Linked DNA regions of Sus scrofa: region 2 is linked to region 1. A link is a contact called in public Hi-C data. All regions are on one chromosome and are shown on one strand. The core of a region is the stretch at or near the end of the contact, and the rest is flanking DNA. Distances in the headings are between cores, read along the strand shown.

The links. A called contact is a pair of places that touch in the nucleus more often than the background predicts.
Region 2: a contact with region 1 is called in a Hi-C map of liver, with 7 times the contacts expected there. The contact joins two enhancer-like sites. A contact is called at or near these places in 5 of 47 Hi-C or Micro-C datasets (blood, brain, embryonic fibroblasts and 1 more) and 1 of 2 datasets of contacts at active chromatin or transcription factors (alveolar macrophages).

What each region holds. Positions count from the first base shown.
Region 1 is chr1:167,393,373-167,400,066 of Sscrofa11.1, reverse strand. No RefSeq gene overlaps it. Among named protein-coding and RNA genes, the nearest start is that of RPLP1, 100 kb to the right of the region's middle. Within about 2 kb of position 5,051, at least 23 of the 83 cell types and tissues checked have an H3K27ac peak or open chromatin away from gene starts, as enhancers often do. A contact at or near this core is called in liver, where this site is marked.
Region 2 is chr1:167,834,875-167,841,159 of Sscrofa11.1, reverse strand. All of the region lies in intron 4 of TLE3 (transducin-like enhancer protein 3), which reads left to right. Among named protein-coding and RNA genes, the nearest start is that of TLE3, 18 kb to the left of the region's middle. Within about 2 kb of position 3,714, at least 3 of the 83 cell types and tissues checked have an H3K27ac peak or open chromatin away from gene starts, as enhancers often do. A contact at or near this core is called in liver, where this site is marked.

The DNA of each region.
Region 1 (6,694 bases), core at 3,802-6,301:
TGAAGAAGGCACTTAATACATGTTTGCTGAGAATGTTGACAAAATTGATAAGAATTTCCCAGAAGGCCTGTAGAGAAGCATTGGAGTTATTTGTCTCTGTTAGATGACCCTGCTCTAAACCCAACTGGCTATACATATACGGAGGGGCTGCTATGAGCTGGGCATCCCCAGGACTGATGACATTCCTGGGTCTCTCTGCCATCTCAGTGAGAAGACAGGACACCCTGTGGAGCAGGACACTGAGCAGCCCAACGCCAGTGACCTGAGGCAGGCTAAGTGGGTGCTGTTCCTCACAACGAAAGAGCCAAAGGGAGGTCACTTCTCAAGGGAGTGGAAGCCGGTTAAGGCAGAAGGTCTGACGGTAACTGACTTTGCCCCACCTTGACACTTGACCAAGACCCCCCAACCAGCCCACGTAGCCCAACCAAAGGTAGCAAATCAGTAATGTAACTAGAATGCTTGGTACCCGGGAGATCATTTTTCAACTCATGCCTCTTCCATACAACAAAATTGTCTCCTGTAAACATCATGAAATGCAATGAATAAAAACAGTATAGTTTTACTAGATATATGTCTGTCAGCATTTCTTCATTAACTACACATGATTTGAAAGCAGTACATATTTTTGAAATTTATTGAAGTACAGTTGATTTACTATGTTGTATGAATTTCTGCTGCACAGCAGAGTGTTTCAGATAGGTGTACATTCTTTTTTTTAATATTCTTTTCTATTATGGTTTATCATGGAATATTGCCTATAGTTCCCTGTGCTATACAGTAGGGTTCTGTTGTTTATCCATTCTATATGTAATAATTTGCATCTGCTAATCCCAAACTGCCACTCCATCCCTCCCCACCCATCTCCCACTTGGCAACCACAAGTTGGTTCTCTATATCTATGAGTCTGTTTCTGTTTCATAGATAAGTTCATCTGTGTCATACTTTAGATGCCACATATAAGTGATATCACATGGTATTTGTCTTTCTCTTTCTAACTTACTTCACTTAGTATGATAATCTCTAGGTCCACCCATGTTGCTACAAATGCTGGCAGTATTTCATTCTTTTTATGGCTGAGTAATATTCCACTGTATGTGAAAGCAGGACATGATTTTTTCTTTCTTTGTCTTTTTGCCATTTCTTGGGCCGCTTCTGTGGCTAGGGGTCGAATCGGAGCTGTAGCTGCCAGCCTACTCCAGAGCCACAGCAACGTGGGATCCGAGCCACGTCTGTGACCTACACCACAGCTCACGGCAATGCTGGATCATTAACCCACTGAGCAAGGGCAGGGATCGAACCCACAACCTCATGGTTCCTAGTTGGATTCGTTAACCACTGGGCCACGACGGGAACTCCAGGGCATAATTTTAATACCTCCAGACATTTCGATTCCCTCCTCTTTTCATTTTACTTAGTTGAGCTCCACTGAATTCCTGTCATTTCCAGATGGCACAAGTTTCCCACTTGAAATTTCTTTAGACTTTCAGAAAAATGAGTTAGTTGCCGTTTTCACAGTAATGCAAGACATTGCAAGTTACTCCAAATTCCTATGGGACAAAAAGGCACAACCATTTATACAATGGTTTTTACATATGCCTACCAGTTCAGACTTTGGTCTTTTGGTTACCATCTGACATAATAGTAATAATTTATGTAAATAATTATCCAGTAGCAAATAAGAGGATTTTAATAAAACTAAAATGTCAGCAAAAGGTACAGTTTATTGATAAATCTGCTTTCTGGATTTTGTTCTGTCATTTTAAAACAATTATAAGCTTCAATTTTAAAACTGCTATTCAAACTCAGTAAAATATCTCCAGCATGAACTAAAATATGTACTTCACTTCCTAAACAAAAATATGACACCTCACAGCTCATACTCTTGTACCGCTTTAAATTTTAAGCAAAAATAAGCTCCGGTGGTTACCTGGAATGACTGAATAAGAGAACTCAAGTTACCTTTTTCCTTCTTAACAATCACTACACTATCATTGTTCGTTTTAAGTACAAAGAATGCACAATACCACAGCAGTTTGGAGACACAAACTGTACCCAAAGAGAAAGCAAACAATTCTTTTTTTTTTTTTTTTTTTTTTAGCAAACAATTCTGAAGCCTGACTCTAAAAACAAATGCACTTGGGTTGGTCCACGGTTGGAGAGCCAATTCTGTAACTAGGAGTTCTCTAAATAACTTCTGTGTACAATAAAAACATCTCGTATAGGATACCTAATAAAATTGTCCTAATGTAAAGCACATTATTATTATTATTATTATTAAACTCCATATTACGAATACAACTGTTTACATCTTAGGCCAATGAAGGATTTTTCATGAAGGAGAATTTAATCACTGACACTGGTACAATTGCCAGTGTTCAGTGGCAATAAAAGCAGACCAAATTTTAGTCAAATGTATCTTTTTTAAAACTGTTCTGCAATCGCTTATTGTCTGCACTAAATGATAGTACCCAGTGCCCCAGGCTTAGTACACAGGCCGAGACGCCCTAAATGAAGCCCTCATAGGTGTCTTTCAGAGCTGGTTAGCAGGAGATGCTATGTAATTTTTCCTTCATAGACAATGAAAACATATGACTGATTATGTTGGCCTTACTGCTTTGGTCCCAAGAAGCTCAGAGCCAATTTATGACTCGCCTTGTAGGATCTTACAGCATTTTCATTTCTCCCCTTGGTGTTCACCTAATATATACCTTGCTGGTCCCAATATTCAGCTTGTTTCATGGTTTTCAAAATGACTTCACATGCAGCCTAACTTGCAGAATCCTTCTGTTTAAACTTTCCGTGTGCATTTCGGTGGCTTTAGGGAGGGCACACAACCTCTGGTTCACGGCAGTCCCCACAAGACCCTAGGCACTGCCTGGCAGGGTCTCTCTTTCATATCCTTCTCTGCTTAGCCTCTGAAAGCCTTTGCGTTGGCAACCCATGTGTGTTTTTTCTTATTTATAGATTCTTGTAAGCCAACTCATACCCTTTGTGTAGTGGAGAGGGAACTCAGTCCAGCTTGATCTGGTGTGAGACATGCTGGGATCTGGGAAGAGGGTCAGTGTGTATCTGGCACCGGGCCAGGCTCTTCTGCATCTTCTCATTTAACCCCTCAGTAACCTGTTGAGAAAAGCATTGGCACCGTTTTATAACCGAGGAGTCGAGGCTCTGAGGAGTTGAATGCCCATCCCAAGTCACACAGCTTCTTGATAGCAGGAACAAGATGGAAACTGGGTCTGAAGCCTGCTCGGATCATGGGGTGAGGGCGGAGGTGGACTATAATTCTCTCCCAGGCAGCAGGGGGGACACCCTAGGGAAGAGGCAAATTTTATCCCTCCTGCCCCCCAGCACTTGCTGGCTCCACACACAGTTCCTGCAGAAATGCCCACAGGGAGGCCCAGCAGTGCCCGCCCAAGGACCCACTGCATGACCAGCAAGCCATGCAGCCTCTCAAGCCCTGTCCTCAGAGGGATGTGTGCTGGGTTTAATGCTCTGCTGTTGCCATCTTGAAAGTCCTAATTTTTGAACAAGAGGTCACACCACCCTCACCTAGGCTGTCAAATAACAATGGGGAGATAGCACAGCCACCCCCAGACTTCCCTGCTCACAGTGTGCAGGGAACACCTTGCACCAGCAAAGGCTTCTGGGAGGCCCCATGCACAGACCCCAGCTCCTCCTCCTGGGCTCTTAGCAGCCAGAGTGCTTTGGTGTCATTGATACCCTAAGCTGCTGAGCTTTGCTCCGGACGGTCGCCACAGCAACCAGGGGTGGGTCTTGGCTGCTGAATAAATCAGCAAATATTTATCAAGACTGTGCTAGCAACTGTGGGGGAGAACGAGCAGCTTCATTGGATGGTCCGGTTTTAAAATACTTTTAGTAATAAATGCCCTAGAAGAAGGGGTGGTGACCTATGCGAGACTCTTTCTCTCCCGTCCTGGAAGCTATGAGGGAGATGCAATGGGTAGCTTTACATGCGCAGACTTTAAAGCCAGAGACTTCGGCATTCAAATCCCAGCACCATCACCACTAGCTATGCGTCCTCTCTAAGCCTCAGTTTCTCATTTACGGCATGAGGGCACTTACCCCTGCCCACCTCATAGGGCTCTCTCTTTAAGGACAAAGTGAGCTCATGTATAACAAAGCGCTTTGTTGACTGTGCAAATGTTAGGTTGTTCTTTCAATAAACATTTATTAAGCATTTACTCTGAGCCAAAGCCTGAGTTAAGCAGTAGAGCCCGCTCCAATGTAAACGTCCTGGGCTCATTGGGATTCACCCTTTAATTTTCCCAACTGAGGTGAAAGTCACATAACATAAAAGTACCCATTCTAAAGTGACAGCTTCAGTGGCAAATAGGGTACTCACCATGTTGCGAACCAACCTCCATCAAGTTCCAAAACAGGAAAAGCCTGGACCCATTACACATGCCCCTCTTTTCAGGGTCTATTTTCTCTTGCTATTGTTTTGTTCTTCTCAGGAGTTGATTTCCAGGGCTTGATAATATCCTGAGGTCCCTCTGATCACCTCTGACTCCAAGCCAATCCCTGGATCCAACCTCAAGCATCACAAGATGAAGCCCAGTTTCCTTGGCCAGCACTGGGGAAGCCAGAGCCCCAGGCCTGCCATTTTTAATTACACCAGGGCTGGCTGAGCAGGCCATCGCTGTGTATTTCAGTAAATTACCTCTCATAAAGGCACTCTCGTGTTTGCTCCGAGCACCCTTCTTTCCTGGAATCGGCTCCCTGTCTGCCACCATTGCCTCTTCCCAGCATCCCATGCGGCTGGCAAATGTCCGTCTTGTCAAACCCGGGAGAGTCAGGGGTGGGGGGTGGGGGCGGTGTTTGGGCAAATATTGGACTTGGCCACACTTGCTGTCGGTATCAGGAACCCGATTGGCGTTATTGATTGACAGATGCAGGGACCAACTGTTTGGAAAGCTGAGCCCCCCTCGGATTGGGGTAGGTGTTTGGGCAAACAGCCCTAATACTGGGCAAACAGGCCTGTTGGAAGAAGTGCCTGGCATGTTAGCAGAGCAAACCAAACGCTAAGCAAACAGCTTAAAAGAATGTGGCCACCTCCATGTAACCTCAACCGAGGTATTGATCCCACTGGAGGCCAGAGAGGGGCTGAGCAGGGAACAGAGAGATACAAACCCCGGCAGAATGTAAATGTTATCTTTAAGCTGCGGCTGTCAGGGCCCTAATGGGCATCTGTTTGGAATTTGTCTTCTTGCAAATCTTTAAATCCAGGTCAGGGCCACGCACAGAATTTAATAACAACTTTTCAGAGAGATCAGAGCTGGGGACTGATTTCATTTTTCATAAGCCCAACTGGGACTTGCTATTCTTCTTAGAGGGAGCAGCCTCGCACAGAAACTTTCTAGATGCAAGTTCCAAACTATGAAAAGGCAGAGCTTCCGAATATGAGTCAGAAGCCTCCTGGAGAGGGGGAAATCCAGAAATAAAAGGGCTTTCTCTGACCCCTGCATGCCATGCATGAGAGCTAGTCAGATGGAAAAAATCCTGGGATCAGCGCCAAGAACCCAGGGCTTGCCACAGCTGCTGGCTCCACCCGGCTGGACCTTCCAACATCACCTCCCGAGGCCTCAGCTTCTGCATCTCCCAAGGGGAGGAAGCATTCCCTGCCAGGCATACACAAAAGTTCCATCCAGACAGGCCCACTTGGGTGGGAAGATACACTTGCCAGAAAACACTGCCTCTGTATAAGGAGTTGGGCTATTTGCTGTGAGACCCTGGGGGAGGCCCTTCCTGGGCCCGAGACCCTCTGACCTCACCAGGTGGCAGTGGGATGGACCACAGCCATGTCTATCATCTGTTGCAGTAGACAACTGGCTACTTGGATCTGGGTGTCCTCTCCTAGAAGCTGGACAGGAGGGAAGGAATGCGTGAGGCTTGCAAATTCCTTGAAAAATCTAAAAACCATGTTTGCTTATCTTTTAATATTTCTGGAAAAGAATTGAGTGGAAAATACTTGCTCCCTGGCGGCCCAATGATGTAAGAGGGCTGTGATCAGAGGCCACTGTTGGTCCACAACTTCTCCTGAGAAAAGCCAGAGAAAGAATAAAACCTTGCCCTCTACCTCCAACCCCAGACTGGCCTGGCCCTCCAGAAGCTGGGCATACTTCAGCCATGCCCCCCCAAACAAGGAGGGGGCAAACTCATGCTGAGTCTTGTCCTGTTAGAAGACTGACCCCTACCTTCAAGGGAGGCCTTGAGCACTGTGGGTAAACCCAAGGTATTACTCTGCACTGCTTTTTATAAGAGCAAAAGGAGATTTTAAACCACTTTGGCCATCTCCTACTTTTGCTGTTCAGTCTTGTAGTGATAAGATGAATCAAAGGATGCTGTGCCTCAGAGAAGGGGGACATTTCTAGTTTTAGTGGATTTTTTTTATTATTATAGTTGATTTACAGTGTTCTGTCAATAGATCTCTAACTAGGCTCTTAATGAAAAGATGTAGGCAAAGCTGTTATGAGCATGTGCGTGGGCTTCAGAGCCAAGGGCCTGGGGTAGAATCCCATCTCTGCCACTCACTAGCTGTCTGGCCTTAGGCAAGTTACCTAACTTCTCTGAACCTCACACTCCTCTGTAAAATGGCAATACTCATACACTCTGAAGGGATTGCTATGAGGATCAAATGGGCTACTCGGCCCCTCAGTGCAGCCCCTCACCTTGT
Region 2 (6,285 bases), core at 2,465-4,964, 440 kb before region 1:
TCAGCTCCTCGACCCCCTCGCCTTTCTTCTGCCCAGGAGCGGGAGGAATCCTCGTTGCCATCCTTACCCTGTGTGATGGGGGCTACAGCCAGTGTCCCTTTTCCTCTCCAGCGAGACAGATCCTCAGGGTCACACCAGGGTTGGGCCTTTTCTTGTTCCCAGCCCTCCCGGCATAAAGAATTCAGCAGGCTTCCTCGGAAGCATAAATATTTAATGGCGTTGTAGTTATATATAATTTGATCAATATGTCAGTGCTAAAAGGGCCTTTAAGGAGGCTCACCTATCACTGAGTGATCGGTGATGTAAATGTCCTCAGCCCCTCCAGGAGCAGGGGTCATTATCTCCCGGCTGCTAAGTGGGTCATTTATTCACCCCCTTCTTAAAAACACCGGGGAGCTGCTCTCCCCTAGAGCCTTTGCATGGCAGAGATGGAGTGGGGCCTGGGAACCTTTGCTGGAGGCCTCGACCCTTCCTGTCTCTGGGCTTCCTTCCCACGGGCGATAAAACACCCATGTGCAGAGTTCCCATTGTGGCTTAGCAGTAACAAACCCGAATAGTATCCATGAGGGTGTGGGTTCCATCCCTGGCCCCACTCAGTGCGTTAAGGATCTGGCGTTGCCGGGAGCTGCGGTGTAGGTTGCAGATGTGGCTCAGATCCATGTTGCTGTGGCTGTGACTTAGGCCAGCAGCTGCAGCTCCAATTTGACCCCTAGCTTGGGAACTTCCATATGCTGCAGGGTACGGCCCTAAAAAGGAAAAAAAACAAAACAAAACAAAACACCCACTTGCTTTATTTCAGTGCTCTGCTAGCTCAGTCAGGAGAAAATGCCTGGCAAGGAATTTCATCTTGTAGTCCAATAGTTAAGGGCCTATCAATTTAGAATTGCCTAGGAAATGCAATGGAATATTTTAACTTAAAATTGCCCCGATGCCTTGTTCTGGATTCTTCCTATATTTGATTGCCTGGTGACTGTGGTGCCTGGTTGCTGGCGATTCCTCCTGCACAGCCCCAGCCTCTCCCTGAGCCCCTGTGATTTTAATTCAAGATGAGGCAGACTCACCTTGAATATCTGAGGACTTGTGTCAGAGGGCCAGGTAAAACCTGATTCAAATTCAAGAACCCCGGAACAGGAGTTCCCGTCATGGCTCAACAGTTAACAAACCCAACTGGCATCCATGAGGACATGGGTTCGATCCCTGGCCTCGCTCAGTGGGTTAAGGATCTGGCGTTGCCGTGAGCTATAGTCTAGGTCACAGACATGGCTCGGATCCCCCATTGCTGTGGCTCTGGCATAAGCTGGCGGCTACAGCTCTCATTGGATCCCTAGCCTGGGAACCTCCATATGCTGTGGGTGTGGCCCTCAAAGACAAATCAACAACAACAACAACAAAAAGAACTCTGGAGCAGACCAAGCGTCCACCCCAGACACACATGAGGGAGTGCACAGTGGAGTAACCCAAGGCCCTGCCACCAGGATGTGACTTTCTGTGGGTCATATGACATGTCAGTCACAGAGCTGGCTGGAAAACCACCATTTCCACATGGCTTGGAGTGTAACTCAGGTCTCACATAGGTCCCTTTTCCTCATCTCATTCTTACGCACATCCACAAACGGGTCTCCAGAATCACTGCACGCTGTGCTGACTATGCCATGAAGAGATCCTTGTTTGAGAAGTGAAATCAGGACCCTAATGGCAGCCCCTGTGCTGTCTCATAGACGGGGAATTGCTCTTACTTCCCGCCAAGTGAAACATCTTCAAGAGCCCTTGCCTCACTGTCGAAAGCTTCTTGTGAATCACAGAAGGAACGTGGACAGTAGCTGCTTGACACAGATAGGACCCTCTTGCCTGCTCTGCTCTGTAGTGCTCAGTTAGGCTGATGGATGCACTTGAACGGGCCATGCTATGAAGACTGGTCCTTGGGACCGAACCCCAGCCAGCTGCAGCTTAGCCCACACCCAGCATCCGTCCATGCCTTGCCTCTTACTCTGCTTGTCCTTTAAACTCATGCTGTGCTCTGTTTTACTGAACTTTCTGGAGCAATCGACATGTCACAGAGCGACTGAGGAGGGTTTGGCCTTCTCAGACTCTAAATGATGGCTCCGGGATCTTACGAGTTATCCACTTTGTCCCTCTGTTTTGCAGACAACAAAATTGAAGCCCAGAGGAGGGAAGGGATTTGGCCCAAAGCCACACAGCGAGATTGGAGACAGAGCTGGGAATAGAGGCCAGGTCACCTCTGTGTGGCAGGGGGTCATGATATGCTCTTTAAAGCAGCCAGGTTCCTCCCTCTCCTTGTTTTTATCTGGCTGAGGTTAAAATGTGTGCATTTTCGAAGAGCTGACAGGGCAGTTTAAAACTAAATACCGGAGAGAATCTGGTGGAAGTGGCTGTCAGATGTGTCTTGAGCAGTCAGTTAAATAATTTCAAAAAAAAAAAAAGTCAAAGACTGGCCAGGTGCTGCAGGCTGGGAGCAAGAGGTTGCCAGGGTGTGGACCGAGAGCCGGTCCCATCTCCCTTCATTCAGTGTCCTGAGTCAAAGGCCCAAGGGATGGGAACAACAGTTAGTGTGAATGCTAGGGCGTTGCTGGAGCAGTGCACTCTGAGAATGTCCCACTGCCCTCTGTGTACAGTAAGATGTTCAGAGGCCCTGCTTTAACAAGGAGGTGATGGTGTGAACAGGAGTTACCTACGGGCGTGGAACAGACTGCTCTTTGGGAAATGACACCAGTCCCCCCCCCGCCCCCCAACTCTTTTGTACTCCGTCATTTACTTGCCTAACAACCACAATGGAGGCAGATGGTCCTCCCAGTGTCCACTCGGGAGCTCAGGATCTCGAGCTTGCAGGGTCTCTGCACACACTTCTCTGTCTGTGGTGAGTAGGTGAGTTCCTTCTGAGGCACAATATTTTTCCACCAGCAAAGCTGCCTTCTTTGAACCACACTTGAAAAGGAACTTTCAAAGGCAGCACCCGGCTCCGCAAACACCTTTTTCCAAAGGAAGCCGTCGTCCCGCCACCCAGCCTCCGCCTCCTCTCTGCTTCTCTTTCCGAGGCTCCGACTCAAAGGCAGTGGTTTTGTGGGACCAGGATGGAGGGAAGGATGAAGGCCCAGCCCAAGAGCCCCAGCTTATCGGTAACAGGGTGGCGGTGCCCTGAATTGCCAAAAAGAGTTTTCTAACCTAGGATCTTGTTCCAGTTGGTGACTTGTGACCCGTCCCGTTGGTTGAAAGTCACACGTCTTGATCCCTTTTTTTCTTTCCTTTCTTGGAACTGATGTTTAGAGCTTGTTTGAGTTGGATCAAATGCTGTTTTAACAGCTGTTCTAATCGGAAATGCTGTCAATTATTAACCCTGACAGTAGTTTTTCTTTCAAAAAGACTTCTCTGAGTTCTCTCAAAATGTCTCAAAATGTCGAAATTTGGCTTCTTTGTAGGAAGTCGCTTCGTGAGGTTGCTTAATTGCCAAGTGTCAGTTTCCCCCTCTGAGAACTGGGGATTTAGAAGACGCGCCTTCCCTATACGGTTCTTGCGAGCTCACACGCCTAAAATGTGTGGAACAGCTTGGGTCAGCGGATGCTCGCCGTTATTATTATCATTGTTGTTGTTAAGAGTGCCTCTGTCCGGCCAACTTTCTGTTTGTAGGAGCTTCCCCTCCCGTTAATCACCACCCTCCAAAAAATAAACATTAAGAGAAAAAGTCGGTTAGTGAACAGTTTTCCTGTTCATTCTTTGACACACCCGCGTGCCCCGAGCCCGTGCTCAGGGCTGGATGGTCTTAGGTAGAGGAGGCCAAGGCTCAATTCCTGCTTCCACATGGTGGGGAGACCAGGAGGGGCATGGTGACCCATGGCAGGTGATGACACAGTCACAGCTGGGAGGGATGGGATTTGCATACTGTCTCCCCCGACCCCCGAAAAAAACCCAGAACCCAGACCCAAGGACAAGGACCAACTGCTCCCTCCCCTTTGCCGGCCCCCAGCTCTGTACAGTCCTGACTCATGGTGTGCCAGAGTCCTTCCCTGCCACGCAGGGAGGTTGCTCTTCATTGAGTCTGAGCCGCAGAAGAGAGCCTGAATGTGGATACCCCAGGCTTCTGGAACATTCCCTATCTGTCCTGTTGGCGCTTGGTTCATGTGTGTGGTGTTGGGAGGTAAAAACTGCTCTCGAAGAGTGGAAAGGTGAGATGAGAGGGGCTTCTATGGAGCGACCCCAGCCATGGTCACCTCATGGCCTGGATACCAGGCCTTGAGCCAGGCAAGGCCACATGAAATCCCAGAAGATCCCTTTTGCTCATAACTAGAGGATGCTGTGCTCTGGACCAGGCCTTGCAGGGAAAGATCCCACCTAGGGGCACCCTGTGGCCACATGGTTGCTAATAAAAGATGTGCCAAGGGAGAAGGTTACTTTTCGTTTTGTTCCTTGGCCTACCAAGATCCTGACACTTGACCTGTTTGCTGGAGGAAGTAGATGACAGTAGGGACTCTTCTGACCACCCACCCCAGAGAGCTGTAGTTGCCGAGCGGCCTAAAGTGACCGGGAAGGTTCAGGGCCTACTGCCTGCTTTCCTGGCTGGGGAAGGGCCAGCAGCCTAAGACCCACTGGGCAGCTTGTGGCTGTTCTGGCTTGACCACTGCCTCACCCCGTTAGCAAAGGACTTGGGCTGCTGCCTACCCTGCCTCCCAGTTGTATGTCAATACTATCCACCACAGCCCTTCCCCCAGATGCCACCCAAACTGAGGCAGGCCCAGGTCCCTGGCCAGGGGATCCTGTAATATGGAGTCTCAGAAAAAGAAATGCAGGGAGGCCAGTGAGATTCTTTTGGCTCAACATTTCCTGAGCACCTACTGTGTGCCAGGCACTGCTCTGCCAGCCATTTGAGGTAAGAGGCCTTGGTGAGCTTCCCTAAGCAGTGAGAATGATTGATTTTGTTTATTTCTCTTTGCTTCTTGTTTTTAATAAAACTTCCATTCTTATTTGGCACATAAACCTGTGACAGTTGAGTGATTATGTTGCTCTGTGCAGGTTTGGACTTACCTGATTGTTTCTAGAACTTTGGCATATACAACCCTAACTCTTATATTTCATCCACTCTTGCCACTCTCTATCAATTGGGGAGAGGAAAAATGAACAGAAGTGAGAAAGGACCCTGTTTTGGAGTATGACTCTTCCCACTTACCTAGATTAATCATTTATGCAATAATTAGTACCTTCCCAGTTTCCTTTACAGTATGAATGGTGGGCAGCAGTGGGCAGAGGCTGGGACGCTGCTACAAACTGCAATGCAAGAATAGCCCCATGCAGCAAAGAATTGTCTGGTCCCAAATGCCAATAGCACTGATGCTGACAAACCACTCTGTACAGGGTCCTTGCTAGAGTTTACCTCGGGTGTGCAAATGTGCCCCCGAGTCCCAAGCATCCCAGCCAGCATAATACACCCCCACACCCACCGAAAGTTTGCACACACGAGGACCGCTGTTGGCACTCAGTGGGCCTGGGAGATGAGGGACAGTCTTTCGCACCGAAGACTTGCTTCACCCCAGATGCCCGCGGGAAACACCAGTCCTGTTCCGGAGGGTCCAGAGTATTGCCAGAGAGAACAGTGATCCCTGACCCCCACCCGAGAGCCCCTCCTGCCGGGAACAGGTGGTCTGTGTTGGAGCCTGCACTGCAGCCAGCAGCCCTGGGCTGCAGGGCTGCAAAAGCCCTTTGGATTCCTAGTCCATGGCCCATCTCTTCACAAACAGGAAGCATCCTCATTGCTGGCTGGGGGCACTTGAGGGGGGTGGGGGTGTTGGCCCCAGGAATTCTCCTGAGGTCCAGGGTCTGTCTGTAAGCCTTCAGACAGCATTGTCTTTAAGTGCACAAGGATTTCTCATCCAGAATCATTTGACATGCAGATGATCACAGATTTTTAAAGGCTGTTGTCATGGTTTTGTCTCTGAAAGATTGCTATGTGCTGATGAGGGCTTTGAAGCCAGCTCTGGGACCTCAGCCCTGGCGGCCTCGGGTTCAGAATGAGATAAGAGAAGCAATTCTATGACTTGTCTGTCAGTGGTCCTCGGCCTTCCTGTCTGGTTCAGTTAACCATTTAGCCCCATTCTTTTTTTTTTTTTTTTTTTTCCTTTTTCTTTTTTAAAAAATTCTCCATCAGAGATGCTTCACATAGAACACAGGTGGCCAGAACTCTTGATGTTTTTCTGAATGTGATCTTTTCTGCAGTGTTAGGGCTAGGGCAGAAAATCCATCGGCCTTTCTGTGATCAGCTTAGAGCAAGGGCTAGGGATC